Linked DNA regions of Mus musculus: region 1 is linked to region 2. Evidence: chromatin contacts called from public promoter capture Hi-C data. All regions are on one chromosome and are shown on one strand. The core of a region is the stretch at or near the end of the contact, and the rest is flanking DNA. Distances in the headings are between cores, read along the strand shown. Region 1 has its middle 43 kb from the start of Gm30145. Region 2 has its middle 37 kb from the start of Gm29916.

What was found. Promoter capture Hi-C pulls out the DNA fragments that hold promoters and counts their contacts.
Region 1: a promoter capture Hi-C map of pre-B cells shows a contact between it and region 2. The contact joins two enhancer-like sites. A contact is called at or near these places in 3 of 39 promoter capture datasets (the C10 cell line, liver and pre-B cells) and 2 of 115 datasets of contacts at active chromatin or transcription factors (bone marrow-derived macrophages and large pre-B cells).

Annotation. Positions count from the first base shown.
Region 1 is chr10:111,419,225-111,424,170 of GRCm38.p6, reverse strand. No RefSeq gene overlaps it. Among named protein-coding and RNA genes, the nearest start is that of Gm30145, 43 kb to the right of the region's middle. Within about 2 kb of position 1,995, at least 95 of the 459 cell types and tissues checked have an H3K27ac peak or open chromatin away from gene starts, as enhancers often do. A contact at or near this core is called in bone marrow-derived macrophages and pre-B cells, where this site is marked.
Region 2 is chr10:111,117,990-111,122,624 of GRCm38.p6, reverse strand. No RefSeq gene overlaps it. Among named protein-coding and RNA genes, the nearest start is that of Gm29916, 37 kb to the right of the region's middle. Within about 2 kb of position 3,209, at least 99 of the 459 cell types and tissues checked have an H3K27ac peak or open chromatin away from gene starts, as enhancers often do. A contact at or near this core is called in bone marrow-derived macrophages and pre-B cells, where this site is marked.

The DNA.
Region 1 (4,946 bases), core at 746-3,245, 300 kb before region 2:
ACTGGTTTTCTCTGTCTTTGTGGTCTATTTTTGCCTACGCTATTCTAGCAAGGTGCTTCTTTAAAAATGGCTTTCCACCTGAACAATAAATATATTTGGAGGAAGCAAAAGAAGAAATTTTACCTTTGAGTATAGGCTTCTCTTTAAATCTCTTGCTTTCATATCTGTGCCTACTTTCTTAAGATTCAAACACTCTCAGCCCATGGGGAGAAAGCAACAGTTGAGAAAAGATAATGTTGCCTAGTTACCAGGGTGCACGGGTCCATGAAGTTAGGTTTATGTGCACAGGATGTTGGTAGATTTTAAGACAGGGATGTCTGGTACGTGGAGCATTTCCCTCTGTGATGGCATAGCTCTCCTGGTAGTTGCTAGAACCCACTTCTTTTCCTGTTCATAATGTTGAGATATATATATATATATATATATATATATATATATATATATATATATATGTGTGTGTGTGTGTGTGTGTGTGTGTGTGTGTGTGTATGTGTATATTTATGTGTGTGTATATGTGTGTATATACATTCTCCAGTATAATAAGCTGGATGTGGACTAATGCAGATATACTCAAACTACAATTTTTATTATTTCTGTTTAGCATCCAGAAAAGGCTTGTATCTTTTGCTATCGTTCCATTCTCAAGTAAGACAGACAGACACGGACACACAGATACACACACACACACACTTTGAGACAGTGTCTCAATATATCGTCTGTATTGACCTTGATCTGATGATCCTCCTGCCTCAGCCTTCTCTAGGACTGGGATTACAAGTATGAACCACCATGTCCGGTTAAGCTGTTGAATTCTACTTTACTCATCTCTAATAGAAATGATAAATAACATCTTGTCTCCTTGAAGTGTGGCTTCCTGGTGTCTACTGATTGGAGAGTCTAAGACCAAGGTCTCTGGGACTTTGGAGGTGCCTTTGGAACTCTGGAAATCAAACTGTAGAAGACAATGGCACACATTCTACAGTACATTAGTAGGATAGTTAACACTGAAATAGGAAGGGAAGGGGAGCCAGATTTTCCTCAAAACCATAGTTTTGTGTTACCAAGATTAGAAATAGTAGCTTATTCTATAAGCTTTTCTTACTTAGGAAGCCTTTTTAAACAAGTGAAATATTTTAATCTCAGGAAACCCATTATACTGCTTGCTCAACACAACTACTATAGTTTATACAGTACTACCAGGCAGGCTTCTGGCAAAGGCAACCCTTGGGAGGTTGGCGATTTGGAATGCCAGCCCGTTTGGATACTCTTAGATTAGACGAAAGCATGGGAGTGGCTTAGCCAACATTAAAAATAGGAGCGCGCGTCTGAAATCCACGCACTTTATGCCTCCGTGCACTTCCTGAACCGCCCACAGCTGACTCTGGTTTCCACCCTGGATGCAGAAGCAGGCACTTTCCCTTTCTTAAAGACTCGTCTTCCTCCTCCATCGCTGCAGACTCACTGTGAAGCAGTATTTTCTGTACTCCCTCACTCAAGGAACCCCAGGCTCCTTTTTAATAAAAGTTGTTGGTCCTCTCCACACGTGCACCGGGCACAGAGTATTAGTGAGCCAAAAGTTGGGCTGCACTTTGGTCTTTGCTGTCTTCTTAACTTACTTTTCATTGTACAATTGTTGTGTTTTATAAAAAAAAGAAAAAGAAGCCAGGGATATGTTTGGTGGAGGCAAGGTATAGTGGGGGGGGGGGGGGGCAGGGGGGGGGGAGTGCCTGTGCAGGGGACCCATGCTGAAGCATCCCTTCCTGTTTATTTAGGGCATGGGGAGGGGAGTTGAGGAAGCAGCAGAGACAGAGAAAGGTGGGGGTGGGGAGCCCTGGCCTTGAGCACATGGAGAGAGGGAGGAGGGGAAGAGATCAAGAGAAGAGCAAGAGCAAAAGAGAGAGAGGGCAAGCAGCCCCTTTCATACAAACAAAAGGAAGCCTGAATGCAGCGCTACGGTTCCTTTTGTTTACAATGAAGTTGTTCTGGAGACCACTGGTCCTCACCTCACGCACAAACCCCACTTCCTCAGACAGACAGCGTGATCATGATCGCAAAGTGCCCTCTCCTCTAAGACAATGAAATGAAACCAGCTGTCAGCTGCCATCGCTTTGGGTACAGGCTTGTGAGTGGACATTAAAGAACCAACCACCTTTCTGAAATTCAATAAATAAGCCTCCCTTGCTTAGCACCTAAGCCAGAGAGAAGCTTCAATGGTAGTAAGTAACAAGTTGCTGTGTGAACTGTTGCTGTGTGAACTCAATGTGTGCTTCAGTTTTCTTATTTTAGAGGAGGGGGAGAGAGAGAAGAGAGAGAGAGAGAGAGAGAGAGAGAGAGAGAGAGAGAGAGAGAGAGAGAACACAGCATTGGCACATTGGCGCAGTGGCGGCTAGAGTAGTGGCCGGTGTTATCAGTTATCAGTGTTCTCAACCTTTGGGTCTCACTCCTTTTGGGGGAGGGGTGTTGAATGACCTTGTCCCAGGGGTCACCTAAGACCATTGGCAAACACAGATATTTACAATATAATTCATAACAGTGGCAAAATTATAGTTATGAAGGAGCAACGAAAATGATTTTTATAGTGGGGGGCGGGGTCACCACAACATGAGGAACTGTGTTAAGCAGTCTCAGTATTGGAAAGGTTGAGAACCATTGGTTAAGAGCCCTTCCAGTAGACCCGGGTTCAGCATACACACGGAGCTCACCATCACCTGGAACCTCAGGCTCTGAACCTCTGATGGGCCTTTCTGGCCTCCAGGCATACCTTATGAATGTGGTGCACAGACACGCCTGCAGGATGCATGCAGGTAGACACTAAACATTAAAAGAAAAGAATTGGAAGGAACTGTAGGGTTAGTATTTTTCCTAAGCTCTGCCCTACAGTTTCCTGGCAACAGTCAGGTGTGCCTGACTCACTATAAAAGGGGCTGCTTGATCTCTTGCCTTCTTGCTCCTGCTCTGTCCTCACCCCTTCCCCCCTCTCCTCATTCCCTGTCTCTCTCTCTCCATGTGCTCATGGCCCGCCTCCTCTTCTCTCTCTGTCTCTGTCTCTGTCTCACACACACACCACACACACACTCTCATTTCTCTGCCTCTACGCTACTACACCCTTAATTCCCCTCCCCATACCCTGAATAAACTCTATTCTATACTGTACCATCATGTGCCTGGTCCCTCAGGGGGAAGGGATGCCTCAGCATGGGCCCTGGAGGCACCCCTTCCCCCCCCCCCCACCTGACTACACCTCCACCAATATTTCTTCTCTCGTTATCTTTTTATAAATACAACATGTAGTTACATTGATCCGTGCACTAAATTAATACAGGAAGCAGTGGGCCCAGGTGATTCCCCAGAGACAAACAAAACAACACAAAACCAAGATCCAGGGTGTTAGGTGCAGTGCCCAGGATTCTGCACTGAAGTTCTGTGTTAGTAACTTGCTCTTTGCAAAGTTTAGATTTTTTTCAAAGCACATAATCTAGTGAGGTATGTCCAATGCAAACATATCACTTTAAAGGTGAAGTACTGCAGGCCTCTTATGGGTGGTGGCTTGCTGAGTGGCACAGGAGTAGAGCTGAGGGCAGAACTCCAGTCTTAATTTCTTAGGTCAGTATTCTTTGGGATACAGCCTCTGGACTTAGGTAAGGCAGCTTTTGCCATTCATAAGATAAGGTACACTGTTTCCTTTTTATGCAAAATAGAAAACAGGAAGGTGAAAAATTATCGTTTTGCACTTGCAAAATTGCTCCAGTGGATTTGAGATCTGGCTCCACACGGGCTAGCTTTTGAGGAGACAGTGAGAAATGCAGCCACTTCCTTGGTGTGGAAGAGAAGCGGGGGACACTCAGTGGAGGGACTGCTCAGTTTGGGTCCCCTGATTGTAGAGAAGCAGCCAGCAAATGCAGCGTCTTGCGTTGTTGATTGGTTAACAGCTCTCCTTGGACCGAGGAAAAGCCCCGCTTAAGATTCACAAGTTGGAAATCCTTCCGCTAAAATAAATTGTCTCGGCATTTTTTTTTAAAGGGGGGGAAAAAAAAGAAGACGGTTCTCAAAGCAGTTAGCGTTTATATGGTGCATAGCTGGAAATAATTATACGATAATCAAAGAATCTGGGTTGCCTGCAAATCATGTGCAAATCACAGAGGCAAGGGGCTTCAGGAAAGCAAGGGACCGTTCTGAATCTCAAAAAAAGACCACAGGGCAGAGGGACGCTGGAGGATCCCCTGGCTTCCTTCCGTTCAGTGGTAAAACAACAGCACCGAGAACTTTAGCAGGTCCTGCAATTCCCTGCCTCCCACGCAGGAGCCCCTTCTAATTAGGGCATTCCTCCCACTGCTTAATTAAATGCCTTCTTGGAGCAGCTTCAGATCTGACAGGGACAAATAATCGCTCCTTCCTCGGCTCAGGATGTATGTAGGTAATCTCGCTCCAGCTAACAAAAACTGGCCCGAAAACAGCAACGGAACCGTGAAGGGTTTTGGATACTGGGTAAGGCCTGGTCAGTGATGCCCAAGTGTGAAATGAACAGGAGGTATGAGCTCTGAGCATGCCACTGTTATGCTGGGCAATGTGACATGTTAGGATAGACTGTGTTAGGAGACAGCCACAACGATTCGGTGCTCAAGTGTATACAATGTTCTAGTTTCTTTCGGGATTCTTTATGTCTCCATTAGCAGCAGCTCAGGAAGAAAACGCCTGGGGTGGGGGTGGGACTGATTGGGGCTGAGACTCATGTGTGTTCACACACTCCACGTCTGTGACTCGTGACTCCGTGATCTTTGCTGGATGAAAACTGGGGCCATTTGTTATCTTATCTGCAGAGGGGATGGTGGGAAAGAAAGATAAAGGATTTTGAAAGTACTTTTCCAGCCCTAATGTTGGCTTATTTTACAGCTAAAATCTATACCCCATTAATTGGATTATTTAACTCCCCCCACACACACACCAAC
Region 2 (4,635 bases), core at 1,960-4,459:
CCCCAAAGCTCCCAGGAACTAAGCCATGAACCAAAGAGTACACATGGAGGGACCCATGGCTCTAGCTGCATATGTAGCAGAGGATTGCCTTATCTGGCATCAATGGGAGGGGAGACCCTTCATTTTGTGGAGGTTGGATGCCCCAGGGTAGGGGAATAGTAGGGTGGTGAGGAGGGAGTGGGGGAGCACCCTCATAGAAGCAGAGGGGTGGGGGAGGAGATAGCAGGTTTGTGGAGGGGAAACTGGGAAAGGGATAACATTTGAAATGTAAATAAATAAAATAACCAATAAAAATAATATTTGTATTAGCTATTTGAGAATTTCATACATTCATACAATGCACTCTGTAGCTGACTTTCTGGTAATTTTTTGTAGAACCTTTTGTCTCTCAGAACCTCTGATCAGGGAAAGTTTTTAGGCGATCGCAGTACATTTTCCCACAAAATGACCCTCTGGAAAAAAAGGTCTGCAGTTTTATAAATAATTCCAGCTTGAGCCAGCATATGGGTATATCAGGGAAATGCTGAATATGCAAGCTCGAAGAGCTTAGTTTGATGCCTGGAAACAACATGTTAGAAAGGGAGAACCGACTCCAGAAAGTTGTACTCTGACCACTACATGTGAACATGTGAGTCGTGGCATACACACACTCACACACATACACACATCTGCTCTCTCTCTCTCTCTCTCTCTCTCACACACACACACACACATACACACATCTGTTCTCTCTCTCACACACACACACATGCACACATCTGTTCTCTCTCTCTCTCTCTCTCTCACACACACACACACATACACACACTCACACACATACACACATCTGTTCTCTCTCTCTCTCTCTCTCACACACACACATACACACACTCACACACATACACACATCTGTTCTCTCTCTCTCTCTCTCACACACACACACATACACACACTCACACACATACACTCATCTGTTCTCTCTCTCACACACACACACATGCACACATCTGTTCTCTCTCTCTCACACACACACACATACACACTCACACACATACACACACACACGCACACATACACACACTCATACACATACACACATACACACATCTGTTCTCTCTCTCTCACACACACACTCTCACACACACATCTGTTCTCTCTCTCACACACACACACATACACACACTCACACACACATCTGTTCTCTCTCTTTTTCTCTCTCTCAAACACACACACACTCACACACATCTGTTCTCTCTCACGCACACATACACACACTCACACACATACACACATCTGTTCTCTCTCTCTCTTTCTCTCTCTCTCTCTCAAACACACACACACACACACACACACCATAATAATTAAGTTGAAAATTTAAAAGAAACCCTGGTTTACTTATGGTCTTGTTGGCAGTTTCTGTTTGGTGGTGTCATGATCTGCCATACTCTGCTCTTTCTTCTTGCCCAGTTTCCTATCTTCAAATAGCCACTCTGTCTTGCCAAAGTAGAAATTACTTATCTCTCATTTTATCCAATTGACTAGATCTCCATTCATTTATTTAAAAAGTTTGGTTCATTTATTCACTTCTCTGTTTGTTTGTGAGATCCGTGTACACACACACCATCGTCTGTGTGGAGGTCAGAGAACAGAATGCTGGAGTTTGTTTTCTTCTACCACTTGGGAGGATCAAACTCAGGCGTTTGGGGGTTGTCAGCCCCTTCCCTGTGCTGAGTCATCTCACTGGCCCCTTACCATAAAGCTCATTCACTTGATTCTAATCTTGTTACTGTAGTCATTCATGTGAGAAAGGTACCCACAGGCATGCTCACGAAGCCTACTAAGAGTATAATGAGTCCTTTATTAGCTGGAGACCGAGTCTCATTGCCTCAAGGTCTCTTTTTGTTTGTTTGTTTTTTGTTTTGTTTTGGTTTTTGGTTTTTTGAGACAGGGTTTCTCTGTATAGCCCTGGCTGTCCTGGAACTCACTTTGTAGACTAGGCTGGCCTCGAACTCAGAAATCCACCTGCCTCTGCCTCCCGAGCCTCAAGGTCTCTTGGTGAGGAAGCTCAAAGGTACAGTGTTTCTAAAGGCAAAAATCATAAAGACCAACAACCAAAGTTAGGTGAGGTCACTTGAAGTGCTTACTCTTGCCTGAGCATAGTAATTATTTCAGATATAACATGACAATTATTTTTAACTTACACCTTCTTCAGTTATTTTAGCTTACACTGATTATGTTGGCTAATACGTCTGGAGCATGGTCAAAGTCACAGAAATATCAAATGTGTGCTGGAGGCAGACATGATCGTTGTGGGGTAGAGGGCCTTGTACTAAGCAAACTCAAGTAGCTCCAGGATACAGTATCATTACCTCAGTCACTTCAGCTACATCTTACCCTTCATAGTAACAGATTTATAGAAGTTAAAAAAAAATAAGGATATTATGAGGCTCAAGTTCGAGAGCAGCCTGGGCTATAAAATGATACCGGTTTCAGAAAGCCATGAGGTATGGGTTTAAGGCCATCTCACAGAGAAGTGTTAGCCAGACAGAATGTTGTTTTGTAAAACCCCAGTTTGGTAGAATTGTGCCAATTCCAGTAACTACAGTGGTTTAACTTCTGGAAATAAATTAACTTGTTTCTCCAGATGCTGGGCTGCCCTGTGAACCCCAAGTCCTTGCCAGCCCAGGAAGATGTTTGTGTGTTACTTGACATTCTTTAACTGACTTCTCACCTGCTACTGTTAGAAAACACCAAACTCCAGCCACAATAGGAACCTTTCCTGCAACCTACCCCTCCCCAACTGCTGCCCTGTAACTACCCCAGCTAAGTGGACAACAGACTACAATTCTTATAAAAAGCCCTCTGAGTTGCTGCTCCCTGTAAAAGGCTGTACTGTCTTAAGTCGCTGGTTCGTTTGTCTGTCTTCCTTTCCAGCTGACATTTCAAGGAGACGTTGAATAGTCTTTTATTTGACAAGTGGTAGGAGCTACTGGAGACAGCCGAGCAGATGCAGAGATGATGTGGTGAAACAGGCTTAAATTCAGCTTGATGGGAGGAAAAGAGAAAGTTGAAGCAAAAAGGCCAAGGTGGTATCCTGAACAGGAGTGGTGGCCAGAGACAGGGAGAAGGGCGGGGTAAGCTTTGAAAGCAATGATGAAGGTCAGATAAGACGGAAATGGTAGGTCAAAAATAATTAGTGTTCCAATCATGAGTTACAGGAGGTGGTTATACCACTAACAGAAATCAGGAAGCCAGAAAGAGGAAGTCTGTGTGAATTCAGTCCTCTGCCTACTGGACATTTAAGTGATTATATTAAAGGAAAAACTGTGTACAGTTTTAATAATATTTATAAGAACTATATCCTCACAGACAATAGAAGGTTCAATTTACAAGGCTGGGGACAGAGATAGTAGTAGTCATGTATATAGTCAGTGGACAGAGACTCTGCCTAGCATGCATGCAGCCCCCCTCTGGCTGGGTTGGATCTAGTACCACATAAACTAAGCATGCAGATACAGGCTTGTATGCCCCAGCAATGGGAAGGTAGATACAGGAAGATCTGAGTTCAGAGTCAACTTGTCAGTCTAGGCAGAAGACACTATAAAAGAAAAAAAAAAGACTTTATTTGCAAAACAAATTTCAAGGGCATAAAAAAAGAAAACAATATTTTAATTCTCTAGTTTCTCCCTAATTCAAATTTAGGAGTGATCTTTAGTTATTAAAGATGGCTCTTATGTGGTAAATATTTATTATGTGACTCTCATTTTTGCTAAAATTCACATATTTTGTGTTAATTGATCTTCTTAGTGTTAAGTTTTAAACTCAGGACAAGTAACTGAGGTATCTACTTAACAAACATATCAAAGTGGACCTGGCCTCCGGGTTCTCCCAGCATCCCTCAGTCCCTACCTGTTCCAGGGCACGGATGGCACGCCACCCTCTACCCAGAGGCTCTTCCCTAAATAATCCAGATATTTTGGCTACCTACTCTTTGCCCCCTTTTTCTCCTTTTGCCCCTTTGGCCTCCCGGCTGCTGTACTTGAGTCCTCTCTCTCCCTTCCTCTCCCCTTCTCCCCACGTGGTTCAAAGTCATGACTGCTTGGGTTCCCCCACGTGTGTCTGTCTCTCGCTAACTCTTCCACTTATCTGTAATAAACTTCCTCCTTCACAGCATCTAGGAGCTGTCAGCTCCATTTCTTGCCTTTTTTTTTTTTTAATTGCTTAGCATCTCAGATATTATCTTGATTCTCACGAGAAGAAACTCGTGAAGGAAAGCCGGTTAACACGAGACTAGAAAAAGCAGCCTCTTATCCCCACTGGGAATTCCCCCTAGCGTGGAGTCCTGAAGTTCTAACCAGGGGATGTTATAGGTGACCCCTACCCTCTGCGCAAATGCAAATGGCTCAACCAACTCTTCTTCTTCTAGTCTAAATGGTGAATTCACTCACCATCTATATAAACTGACAGCATGACCTCTCCATTGTGTGGGTATGGAGAAGGTTTTAATTGTAGATATGAAAGAGAGAGAGAGAGAGAGAGAGAGAGAGAGAGAGAGAGACAGAGACAGAGACAGAGACAGAGACAGAGACAGAGACAGAAAGAGAGAGCCACCAGAGGCATCTAGAATTGCCCAGAGCAGAACGAGAGTTGACTGAA